2 separate regions of the Xenopus tropicalis genome follow, and region 1 is linked to region 2. A link is a contact called in public Hi-C data. All regions are on one chromosome and are shown on one strand. Each heading gives the region's core, a stretch centred on a gene start, on an enhancer-like site or on the middle of the called end of the contact. The rest is flanking DNA. Distances are from core to core; before and after follow the strand shown.

The links. A called contact is a pair of places that touch in the nucleus more often than the background predicts.
Region 1: a contact with region 2 is called in a Hi-C map of neurula embryo, with 1.7 times the contacts expected there. The contact joins the promoter of ogdhl here to the promoter of slc18a3 in region 2. A contact is called at or near these places in 2 of 5 Hi-C or Micro-C datasets (neurula embryo and tailbud embryo).

The regions. Positions count from the first base shown.
Region 1 is chr7:52,763,212-52,769,802 of UCB_Xtro_10.0, forward strand. It overlaps ogdhl (2-oxoglutarate dehydrogenase-like, mitochondrial), which reads right to left and starts at 2,823. Exons shown (of 23, transcript XM_002933905.5): 1 at 2,695-2,823.
Region 2 is chr7:52,634,232-52,641,214 of UCB_Xtro_10.0, forward strand. It overlaps slc18a3 (solute carrier family 18 (vesicular acetylcholine transporter), member 3), which reads left to right and starts at 1,789. Exons shown (of 1, transcript NM_001079391.1): 1 at 1,789-3,741. The coding sequence starts at 1,840. The coding sequence ends at 3,414. It overlaps chat (choline O-acetyltransferase), which reads left to right and starts at 5,711. Exons shown (of 15, transcript XM_002933913.4): 1 at 5,711-5,872.

The DNA of each region.
Region 1 (6,591 bases), core at 1,573-4,072, 130 kb after region 2:
AGTATAAATTATACTGTATTGTCAAGTAAAAATTAACCAATTGATAAACTGTATCATAATAAGTCAAAAAATCGAACTGGCACATGTATATTGTTTGTTTGTTTTTTTTCAAGGCACTTGTCACCTTAAAATTGTCTCCCCCACCGAAGTTTCGGGCTAAAAGAGCCCACACTCTGGTTGAGGGAAACAACAGGGGCTTTTTTGTTTTTTTATTATTTTTTCAATGTCCCCACTCCTAGTGCTCCAGAGGGAGCTCCTGGTATGGGCAGCCATGTTATGGTACTGAGAATAGTGCCACAGCTTCTTCTCTTTACGTGCCTGATGTCACATACATGTGCATAATGAGTGTGCACTGAGGGAAGTGCTCATTTTGCCCATGTGTGCCACTTAACATGCCTAGTGCTTTTTTTTTAAAAAAAAAAACACTGCTTCCTAACCAGAGTATCAGCTGTATGGGCCCACACTTCTGGTGAGGAAAACAATTTTGGGGTGAGATGTGACCCCACTTTTTTGTGATGTTTTATATGCTCATTCACGATAACCCAACAGGAAAAAGTTGTAGATGTAACAGATGCATTGGGGAGTAAAACACCCAGCTCTGTCCTTTCATTGGCTGATGTAACCCAGTATGTATGCATGCCCTTGGTTTGTGTGTGTGAGCACAGTGCATCATAGCTGCCTGCCAGAGCAACAGACATTTGTGGTTAAGGGCAACATTTCATTTTTGGATAATCCAATAGCACATAATGTTAGAAAGTTAATATATATATAAGACTATATTTTTATAGAGACCTTCAATGTCCACTGGTATTGTCTCCCTTTAAAGGAGAACTAAACCCTTCCCTATTCCCAGTCTCCCCTCCACCACCCCCTGTCCAAGTTTCCTCCCTGCAAGAGCTATTTAGTCCTTGTATGCTAACCTACTATAAGTCTTCAGAGCTGTGTGCTGAGTTTAAAGGTGCCATCTCCTGTCTTCTAAACCTCTTCTCTCAGTTGTCAGTAAAGATCTTGCAAAAGCATGCACAGTTGAAGCTGATTCAGGACATGGATTCAACTGTGAATGCTCCCCCAAGATCTGTGTCAGCGCTCTAACAGAAGAGGATCTCAAGACAGGGGAAGAAGAAGCCCCCCTGAACGCTGCTGCGCAGCTCTGCGTATTTATACACAAGTTAAGAGCAATAATTTGCATATTTTTTCCCACTTTAAACCTGCAGTGCAAGATAACCATACCTTTTCTTTAAAACAAAACACCTTTAAAAGATACAGTAACTATCTTAAGTTATCACCCAGCTACTGTCATTTAGGTAGTGCCACCTACTAGACAATAACTGTCATTTTAAGGTGGTCACTCAGTAACTAACAAAGTGCAACAATTCTGCTGTAGATTATGGGTTAGTAAGTAATTGCTTCTGTAAGGTTAAACTGAATGCCAGGTTGGTTTTATGGTTTCTCATGTTCAGGCTTTGGGCCTATTACACATGTCTATAATCATGCATACAATGCATTTTTTCCTTTATTGCATTCATCAACCAATGATGTTTCTGTGTGTACAGATACCTATGAAACGATGCATAACAAATAGGCATAAGAAAACTATTTAGTGTAATTAAACTTACTAGTACACCAAGCAAAAATAGAAGAGTAGTGGTTACTTCTACAAGTGCAAAGTCTTCAGTTAACTAATTTCCAAATAAACAGCCCTGCATGTAAAATGTTTTATAAACAAGCAACATAGATTTCATTTTACATGAAGCGATTTCCCTAGGTTGACATGCAATTGGAAACCCAGGCCTTTCTGAGTGATAGTCAAGTAAGTTAAACTGCTGGACACTCGTTTTTAGGGAGTTAGCCATATGTTGTCAATGAGTACAGCTGATTGCTCAATTCTGGGGAAACTGGCCATGGTGGTGGGTGTAACATCTTTGCACTGCAACTTGTCTTTAAAATTTTAATAACATGACAATGTTATACAATACATTATTTATTTAAGCTCTACGGCAGCCTTGCTTTGTGGTGGGGCCCCTTCCACTATTTCCACCCTCTGCTGACCTTCTGGGATCAATACCCTGCCATGTATGCAATATATGTGCTGGTAAAGCATTATACTTTTTAGAACTGTGAGTTCTAAAACCTGGTTTAGCCAACTCATGTAAGGTGCTGTTAAACTCTCTTTTCCCCCTCCCAATATATATATATATATATATATATATATATATATATATATATATATATATATATATATATATATATATATATATATATATATATATATATATAGATAGATAGATAGATATAGATATATTTATAGATAGATAGCAACAGCAGAAGCCACCAAGCTGCTAGTAAGACTGTTCTGTAAGCTGAAGGGGAAGCAGATTTCTCTGGAACCTATAAACCCTATTATCTATAGCTTTCCACCAAAAATCTGGTACCTCAGCCAATTACCAAGCAGAATATGCAGCTACTAAGCGTAATTATTTATACCACACCATACATTAATCAGCTTTAATGATGGGAAGTCGCCCTTGGCAGCCCTATCCCCTTCCCGTAATACAGAGAAATCTCAATGAAACGATGCAGACGCCTTATTTCGCTCTGACATGTTGTTTCACCCGCAGAAAAAAAACGCAACAATGGGCGGAGAGTGACAGGACACGGGGGAAAGAGCGTTCCGTACGGTTAGGGCTTTATTACCTGAGGCTCTGCATTTGCTACTTATAAGCACCGACCCAGGGAAACGGTCCGATCCGCAGGTTCCGTGACGTCACACAAGCGAGAGTTCCTGGAACACTGCTGGGAGGGCTGGGGAGGAGGAGGGGCTAGAGAATTGCACTGAAGCGAGGGTTGGGGGGTGGAGTGCTGCTGTCCTTGGTGCTGAAGGACTGAAGGGAATCAATTAGGATAATTACGATGAGTAAAGGAAACAAAAAATATAACAACTACGATTCGCCAGGATTTATTTGGTGGCCTTACAGATCCTAGTGGAATCAATAATGAAATAAATATGAATATCCTGCCAAAATTTTTATCACCGTATGGGATTTGGCCTATTTTAGCCGCCTATCTATTAGATGACGATGTTGTTCTATAGGCTTATGGTGAAAATAATACTCGTAATAATGCGAGATTTTGTTGGCAGAAATCACATCTACCAATAAGTGGTTAGCTCTTTTTCAGTCAGCTATAGGTAGACAATAAAAACAAAAATTTTATTGGTTGCTATGTTTTAATGCCCAGGTGCAAATTAGCCCCGTGTTACTAATTAGCCCCAGGGAGATGGTGGTAGGATGTCCAAGTGAAGCTTGTGTCTGTAAAGGTGTTCAGATGAATATGGAATTAATATAGGAGATGGCCACAATTCGAGTTGGAAGTAGGTAGAGTTAGGGCCAGAACTAGGGATATGCAGAAGAGGCACATGCCCAGGGGCAATTGTGGAGGGATTTGCCTCTTCTGCCTCTAGTTTGGGACTTGCTCTTGGGTCTCTGATGAGATGGGGAAGGGATAGAGGCAGTGAGTAGAGGAGGGTAGGTTGATTGTGAATCAGCTAGCACCGAGCAGCAGGGGGCATGTGGGGAAATAGAGGCCGAGCAAAGAGTTGATTGAAAGCACATTGGTTAGCAACAGTGTTACATATCTGCACAACAGATGAGAGTCTTGGAATGATATTGTAGAATTCAGTATGAAACTTTATAACTTGTCACTGCCACATAATATTCCAGAGTGATACGAAGCTTTCTAAATGGATAAAAATACAATTCATGGTAGATATGGCCATAAGCTTTTCTTTCACATGCTATCTGAGCTCAATGCCATTGGATGACTGCCCATGTTTAGTGTCTACCACACAAGCACTGATAGAGATTCGAATGTGCAGTGAATATAAGATCAGATAGAGGACTGGGAGGATTAAAACTGAATATCAGTACACAAGCAATAGTTAGCAAAGGGATATATATATATATATATATATATATATATATATATATATATATATATATATTATCCTGCTATTTTTCATTTGTTTTGTTAATTGAAATTGCTGTGTGAATTATTATTCATTTACTAACATTAATTTATAAAGGGCCAATATATTCTGCAGCACTGTATAATAAATGGATGTATACACTAAACATACAGATTTCATAAAAAAAACTAACCAAGACAAGAGGTAATGAGGGCCCTATACAATTAAGTCTGCCTCAAAAAGAATAAAAGTGTCCATACCCACCCAAAATGATGTTGTTCATTTTGAAAAAACATCTTTGGTGTTTATAGGGTCAAATTCCCCTATTATTGAAAAACAATTTGATGTTTGATGGAAAAGTAGATTTAAATAAATAATAAAAAGTGTATCCAGATGTGTAATGTATCTATACATGTGGCACTGTCTAGAAGGAATTTCTCACAAAAAGGAGTAGAGGAGCATGTATTTTGTGAGGAGGCCAAGAGTTTTCTTCTAATGTACATATGTAAACATATTTGTTGTTACATACATAAGAGCATATTTATCAAAAATGGTGAAAGAACTGTTCGCCATTTAAGAATCCTATAGATCCTGTCCAAGTGAATCTCAACTCACTTGAAAAGAATTTATAGAGTTCTAAAGCTGTGCACTTCCCCTGTAGAAAAAACTGGCAAACTGTCCTTTCATCTCTGAAAAACTCTCCAAACTTTACTAGTGATATTTAAAGAAAAAGTAAATCCAGTGTTTTACTGCCCAGTAGCTATGCATGTGCATAAGTGGGATATGACTGAATGGCTTTTCACTATAAATTTCAGCACCCTAATGCATGTGCAAGTGGTCCAGGACAGTAGTAGTTGATCAATATTTACAATTTCCAGATACTAGAGAGGCCAGGGCAGGCAAGCGTGCTTGGTGATAGCAGTGGAGGGCGCAACCAATGGAGGGTCACCATTTGGGAGCATCAGGAAGGTCAGAAAACAGCAAACACATGGTTAACACATGCCTGATGTTGTCTGGGGCACCTGGGACAATCTCACCACAGGGCTCAGTCCATCCCAACCTCTGCACGTTATCTAGTGGCAAGAGGAGGGCGCTGGAGTGGCAGGGGGGTGTTAAAAGCTGTCCTTCTGCTCCTAGAAACTTTTCTGTTAGAGATTATAAATTTTACAATCTGTGGCAGATAAACCCTTTTTTTTCCACATATTGTCAATTTTACAATCTGCATCAATTATGTGATAATAATATTATAATTTATTACCAGTTGACATTGACAATTTAAATGTTTTAATTTATGAATACTGTGTACTTTTGTTATGCAAATTGTTATATCTGGGTTAAAGGAAAACTATACCCCCAAACAATATAAGTCCCTATAAAAATATATAGTACTCCTAAATAGAAATATGCCATTTTTTTAAGGGCCACCTCCTGGGATCATAGGATTCACAGTGCACACAAGCCAAGGCACACATACATGCTAGGCCACATCAGCCAATTAATGGACAGAGTTCTGCCTTTTGCTTCCACACTACTTCCTGATACAGTTAAAGCTGCATTCTTTCTGGTCATGTGATCTCTGAGGGAGCACACAGCCCATCACTAAATGGTGGATTAAGGGAAAGGATGTAAAAGGGCTATATTTACTGATATATAAATGTCCCCTGTTTCTCAGTCTGTGACATCACCAGCCTAGCTACAGACTGGGGAAGGACCCGATTGGCTGGATGCCCCAGTGCACATCTAGGAAGAGGTGTGCTTAAGTTTGGAGCCAAAAATCAAGGGGCGGGCCCAGAGTTGATAAAGAGAGCCCCTGTTGTTTTTGCCAGTTGTTGGAAGAGAGATCCAGAGTGAGCACCCAGTACCAAGTGTTGTGAGTTCAGACTGAAAGGATAAGAGTCTGCTTGGTTGCCTGTAATTTCAAAGTCCTCTGTGGAATCTACGTGTGTCCCCTGGTGTGAACAGGTATTTATCGTTTGCCTGCTATGTGGGAGAAGCCACCTTTCCATAGGGGAAAGTACTCTGGGGCAGGTAGCGCTACCTGGGGGGACTTAAGGGAAGGGACTGAACTGATTTAAGGGTTGGGGTCTATCCGGATCCAAGTTGGGACTGGGCACCTACAGAGACTGTGCCAGGAGTGGATAGACTGCACAAATTCCTCAGGACAGGAAATTCAGTTATCCCTAAAGCTGTTTTACATTCTATTTCAACTGTTATATAACGTTTGATATTTCTGCAACTGTGTGTGATTATTCCACTAGGTGGAGGCACTGCGCTAAAATCCCAGTTCCCAGTATCTTATTATTCAAAGAGAACGAAAATCTCCTGTACTAAAGCCTATATACAGCCCAAATTAAGTGAGTGTGCCAAGAAAGGGTTACATATGTATATATATGTATTGTCATGCCAGCATAGCATGTCCAGAGTTAAACTTGGCAGCATTTGGCTTTGTGTCCACAAGAGACCATTAATTAATTAAATATGCAACAAGGGACTGTTTATCTGGGTTACAAGACAATTCGGAGTCAGGCCAGTTGGGGGGAAGCTGGGGTAATCGGTTTCTTTGATCTGTTGATCAAAGAAAGGCAATTGTGGACCTAAGAACAGCAGGAGGGAACATACTGGCCTGA
Region 2 (6,983 bases), core at 539-3,038:
TGTGCTTCAGGAGTATATAGGAGAGCAAAGAGGCATTCATGTCAGCCCTTACCCAAGCTGGCCTTAAGGCAGACCCCCAAACCACCTTAAGCAGGACAGTCTCACAGTTTGGAAACCACTTATCCTGACAGATATTTTCTCATATCTGTTCACACTGGTTCCCCGATCCCATTTAGGGGGAAAAATTTTGACTCACAGCAAAGAATAATTGCAGGGAATGAAAGGCAGGAAATAGAATGAGAAAAGAAAAATAATAGAAATGACCTCCCCTTCCTTCCTTTAAGCAATGCCTCACCCAAACAATTAGGCAAGTACTACCAGCATTCAGTTTCTCTCTTTATTAAAGTGCCTTATTTTCGTTTATAGTAAAAGAGCATTTAACAAAATCCCATTTTGCAGCCTTACCATTCAAGGCGTTGGCTCTGGGGTGACAGAAACCTGGACACTCCGGCAGTCTTTTACATTCATATTTCTTTTAGCTTATTTCAGCAAGTCCCTAATTCTCCTCAAGCCCAAAACACAGAGCAAACGTTCCACCAATAGTTATGGTGCCAAAGGGCATTTGCTGGGTGCAAAGCTGCATCAGGCAGAGCTCTGCTACTTCTACACTATTATACATGAAGGGCTGAATAGTATCGTTCCAAAAATGTGATTTTGTAGAAAGGGGAAATATAGTGATAATATTTATATCATGTAAAGTAGGTAGAGATATAACAGTGGTAGCTAAAGAGCGTACAACGAAAAGAGACACAACGATATAAAATGAATGAAGAAGCAGGAGCGATTCTGTAGCGTCTCTTCAGCTGCGAGGGTCTCAGACAGGGGGAGTCCCGCTCCTATCAGTGATGCTCAGGAGTCACCCTGTGAGGGGGAAGGATCGCTCCCCGGCAATTGGTTAAGGTTCCTCCATGTGTTACATTAGCATAAGGACACGCCGCTCCCGAACGATCCACTTGGGGGCCAGAGCCAACCGTGCGTCACTCCCTTTGGTGGGAAGAAAGTAGAGGAGGCAAGAAGCATGCAAGTCAATCTGTGCCAATGGCATCACAAGGAGAGGGATGGCAGCTCGGATGAAAAGGAGACCTCTCCCACGGTTCAGTCTCTCCGCGATATGAATCTCACAAGAAGCGCCCAGGCTGCTGTTATTAATTAAGAAATCCCCCAGTTTGCGGAAAGCTGTGCGTCTCTGTTAGGCTGCTGGGCATCACTTGCGATCCATGCCAACTCAATTTGGTTTTCAAGCACAAAGAGCGAAGTAAGTCATTTATTCTTGTTCCCTCAATCAGAATGTTCACAGGGCACAACCAAAGGCTGGAGGGTGGGTTGGTATATTTGGGGGTGCAGAAAGGAATTCCCCTCGTTAGAATATTGCTAGCTAGTGCTTGGTGAGCAGGGTGGGCAGTAAATTGACTGTACTCTCCCTGATCATTAGCAGAAGGAATCGTGAAGCCCATTTACTGGCCTGCTAATAGTGCAATGTATAATTCATGTCTTCGGGATGTGGTTGTTTCATTGAAGGGAATTTGAATTTGTGCAAACTTTGCTCAGCCCTTGTACTACACCCTGTATACCTAGGAGCTGTTCTTTCCCTTTATATGATTCATTTTGGGCAAATAAAGCAGATGTTTAATATACAGAATAGGAAGGGACATTTTATGACAAAGATGTTGCAACAGCAAAACCTTTATGTGCTTTTAATAACAGGCGTTTCTTTTTCAGTCCTGTAAGGGGGACCTGTTACTGAATGATCATCAAGGATCCTAAAGGTTTCCTGACCCTCCGTCTATAGAAGAGCCTTCCGTTTTTGTGCATTGCTGTGAGATACCAAAGGAAGGTATCATGGCTTCCGAGGAGTCCCAGGGGGTGGCAAAGTCTGCGGTGGAAAAATTATCCAGTGCCATGGGAGACAGAACTAAGCAAATTGGCACCGCAATAAAGGAACCTCATCACCAGAGACGGATAATCTTGATCATTGTGTGTGTGGCTCTTTTTCTTGATAACATGTTGTACATGGTCATAGTCCCCATTATTCCAGACTATATTCAAAATTTGAGAGCGGACAGAGAACATGCGAAAAGCATTAATTCCAGTAGTCAATATAGGAATAAATCTTTTGCCATTAGACCCCAATACCCAGCAGAAAACGAAGATATGCAGATTGGAGTCCTGTTTGCTTCTAAAGCAATCCTGCAGCTACTAATCAACCCACTAAGTGGAACTTTTATAGACAGGGTTGGATATGACATCCCCCTTCTTATTGGACTGGTAGTTTTGTTCTTCTCAACAGTCATATTTGCGTTTGCTGAAAACTATGCCACCTTGTTTGTAGCTAGAAGCCTCCAAGGTTTGGGATCTGCGTTCGCAGACACTTCTGGAATTGCCATGATAGCAGATACATACACAGAGGAGGCTGAAAGAAGCAAAGCTTTAGGCATAGCCTTGGCGTTCATCTCATTCGGTAGCTTGGTGGCGCCCCCTTTTGGGGGCATATTGTACCAGTTCGTAGGCAAACGAATGCCTTTCCTAGTTCTGGCTAGTATCGCTCTTATAGATGGCGTGCTGCTATTGTTAGTCATTAAACCCTTTACTAACAGGACTAGAGCCAATATGCCAATTGGCACCCCCATCCACAGACTGATGATAGATCCTTACATTGCTGTGGTGGCAGGTGCTCTTACCACATGTAATATTCCTTTGGCATTCCTTGAGCCCACCATAGCAAATTGGATGAAAACGACAATGGATGCATCAGAGTGGCAAATGGGTCTTACTTGGTTACCAGCCTTCTTCCCTCATGTCCTTGGTGTCTATATAACTGTAAAGCTTGCAGCCAATTATCCTCACTACCAGTGGTTTTATGGGGCTATAGGAATGGTGATCATAGGTGCAAGTTCTTGTACTGTTCCAGCATGTAAAAACTTCTGGGAGCTAATTGTGCCCTTGTGTGGGATCTGCTTTGGCATAGCCCTAGTAGACACTGCCCTACTGCCAACCCTTGCCTTACTCGTAGATGTTCGCCACGTATCGGTTTATGGAAGTGTTTACGCCATAGCTGATATATCATACTGTGTGGCATATGCCCTAGGACCTGTAGTTGCTAGTCAAATTGTTCATACTACGGGTTTCACCCAACTTAACCTCGGTATGGGTCTTGCCAATGTCCTGTATGCACCGGCTCTTCTGTTCCTCAGAAATGTGTGTCAAATGAAACCCTCACACTCAGAGAGAAATATATTGTTGGAAGAAGGCCCTAAGGGCTTGTACGACACTATTAAAATGGAGGAACGAAAAGCCAAGTCTCACAAAAGAAATCCTAATGATGGGATGAACGACAGTATCATGGACAATTATCATGAGCCCCATAAAGGTATCTATGGGTCGGAAGAGGACTCATCTGATTATGAGTACAGTTAAATCTAAGTTAGTTCCGAAGATTCAATTTTCGTCTGTTTATGCAGCAACATTTAAAGTATCAGTTGTTCAGTTGTTGTGATGTCGGGATGTTTTCTGTCGACCTATTTTTTATGATTTGTTTGGTGACAGACCAAAATGGAAGGAAATGGAATATGGAAAATCCAGAGTTAAGGATAGGTGCAGTATTGTGAAAATGCTTGTTTTTATCTCAGACACCCAAGTGTGAAATACTGTATATCTGTACAAAGTTAAATATATAAATATATTATACAAATGGGATTATTAAACTTGCATATTCAGGGAAATAAACTTAATATTGTAAATACCTATATTTTGTGACATTGAATTAATAAATACTTACAACGTTCTGTGCCATTTGATTTGCAGGACACATTCCCTGTACTGATTGGTTATTCTATAAAATGACACATGCTGTTAACACTGCGTGCTATTCAATACAATCTGAACAAATAAACGGTTATACAAACATAATTCTGGTGTGTTTGTCTTGAAACTTTTAAGAACAGTCTCAAAAGTATTCACTCGGGGACTGGAGGTATCTAAGCGCACTAATATTGTATATGTGATTGTGTTTAGAGAGAACCAAACACAGAGGGATATACAAGTACATACATGTATAGACAGACGATATATGGACTGGCAGATGCACTTGACAGATGAGCTTCATGCACCAGTCCTTTCTTCTTTATCTACTAAACAACTTGCTAAACACCATAAGGAAAGAACCTGCCAGAACTGCCCTTAGATTTTACAACTCAACAGGTTATACTGGAAATTAAAGTACGACTTAGTAAAGGAATTATCGTTTAATTAAGGTTCAAACAGCAGAGGATATTTTGGTACACAATTTTGTATCAAAGTGTCATAATTTCGTTTCTCATAAGTTGTATTCTCCCAATAAAGCTGATGTGTTCAGAAAAAAATGGGGAAATATGCACCAATTAATTATTTTAAAGCAGTACAAAAACGATTTTATGTTGCTCCCCATGCCCGTTTTTAAAATCTAGTACCCATATGCCTGATTACTTCGAAAAATCCCGGCTTTCCATTCATATTCATATATTAGAGAGTGTCCATCAAGCTTCCCAGGGTGATGGTGAGTAGAAACCAGAGGCGATACATCAATCATATTATGTGCCTGTGACTGCCATCCTGTCAGTCCACCAATCACATAACTGTGTCAGGTTATCAAGAGCTTTTCTGCACACCTGTTCGTGGTATAATATACCAAGCTACCAGCATTTTGTCAAATCCGAAAAAAATATTGGATTATCCTCTGCATGTGTTTAAAAACCCACCTCCTTATTTTCCAGATATATAGTAATACATTAAATAGGAAGACAGGTGATTGTGAGAGGCTGCGAGTGTGAGTGGCTATGGGGGGTGTCTCTTTGTTTTTTATTGGCTTTTATAAATTAAAAAAGTTGGAATTATTATCCCTTAAGCTTATTTTAGAAACGTCATTAATCATACCATGGGAGTGGGAGAAATGTTAATTAAATCTTGCAACAACTGATCAATATTCTAAGGGGCAACTATAACTCAGCGAGTGGAGATTAATAGTGATAATATTAAATGTGCCCCACTGACGTATCGTTCCTACTGGTGCAGAGTCTCTTTAACCAAGGTTGGTAGCAAGGATTCTGAAGCAGTGAATAGTGAATAGACAAATGAGTGTGCGAGAGACATACAGATGTGAAGACGAGAGGGAGAAACAAATAGAATGAGATATTCAGTTCATTACATTCTCTATAGCTTGTGAGCAGTAATTACATTATTCAGACTGATAAGGGAATAAGAAAGACACGCCCTGTGTAAGTGTAGCCTTTCCACAAATAACATGCATGCTTCAGGCATGCTGCAGATTGTATAGCTTGGTTTCTTTTGTTCTGTGCTGTCTCCATAAAACTTTCAATATTGTACGACTACTAGTTCAAGTCATCTATTCATCCAAGGAAAGAGAGTTGTGCTTATTTGCTTGGCAAAACAATATGCAGCTGCCATTCTGTGTGGCATATGTGTTGGCATTAGCTTGATCATGGGTCTAAGATCGGCAGAAGCATGCATACAATCGCAGAGTATCGCTAGGGATGGTTCGGAGTGTAGCGAGTCTCAGGAAGAAAGTTGCAGAATGAGAGCGGCAACCTGGTGAAGTTGCTTTTGTCACCAATTATTGAAAGCTGCACAAATGGGAATGGGAGGGAGGAGTTATGCACAACATGACTGAAGGTGGGGATGAAGAGGTTCCTAGGGGCAGTTCAGTTGCTAGTGAATCTAAAGACCCGCAAGATATTCTTCCCAGGGCTGAGCATTGAAATGGTACCATGGACAGCGGCAGAGTCGCCAGCAGCGCTTATCTACAGGAATCTCTGATCGTTGTGCCCCTGGGAACTAATGAGGATACCGTGTAAAGCCTCGACTTTGTGAAGTAAAACAGGTAGGTAATCTTACTAACGATTTCAAAGCACATATAATCTTTAATAAAGCTATATGACTTTAATTGCCTGGCTTGCCCTGGAGCCTTAGAGTATTATACTGAAAGAAATGCTTTTGGCATCTGGAATGGGAATATGTCCAGTTCTGTATTACAGAATTAATGCTCATAGGTTTATAATACATTTAGATTTTAATCAGCTAAAAGAAAAATGCCAAAGAAGAAATAATGAATGCATGTTTTCCTTTTTTGAGTGCTTGAAACCTAGATTTTGAAGTTACTCTACAAACAAATGTAGAGGAATTAAAAGAAAAAAAACTTTGTATTTCAAGAGCCAAAAAGCTTTCCTGTAACAGCCTCTTATAAGTGTGCTCCTTTTGGTTCAATTTGCTACTTAGACCTTCTGGTTTGAAAACCATTCTGTATCCAGCTGATGCTTTCTGTGGTCTTTTCATTATTAATGAACCTAATGTAATATCATCAGCAACCTTATCCCCTAATCATTAATATTGCCTTTACAAACACAGCTTTACACTGTATATTTCTGTGTCTTGACATATGTGCATAGACAAAACATAAAAGCAGGTGCATATTTACCTTGGTTCTTTTAGTCTCTTTTTTGAGACAACACCACAAGGTTGCTAATCTCTATAGCACTGCACTTTTATGCCATGTAGTGCTTCACTGGGAATATCACAGTGCATAGGTATTTTGATGGCATAGTTCACTATTTTGAAAGGTTCCCCTGAATTATTTTAAGGAGGATATTCCCCCAAAACCTTGTTGGCACCTGATAACTAGTAAGTGACAACGATAGTATCAGCTCCTAACCTTAAGTAAACACAAAGAATAACTTGTATTCCTGTTTTCCTTACACATTCTTTTTAAAATTCAATAGGGCTGTCAATTTGAATTCATGTTGTGCTGGTAATAAATGGAGAAGAATATGGCAAGGGGGCCTTCAAAGCAAGGTTACCGTTTCTGTGCTGGCATACACTTTATCAGAATTTAAGAATGCATTTTCCATGAACATATCAAAGAGGATGGAAAATAAAGAGTTAAAATGGTTCTTAAAGTTGATACACACTCTACCAGAAGGGCTTATCTTCATTAA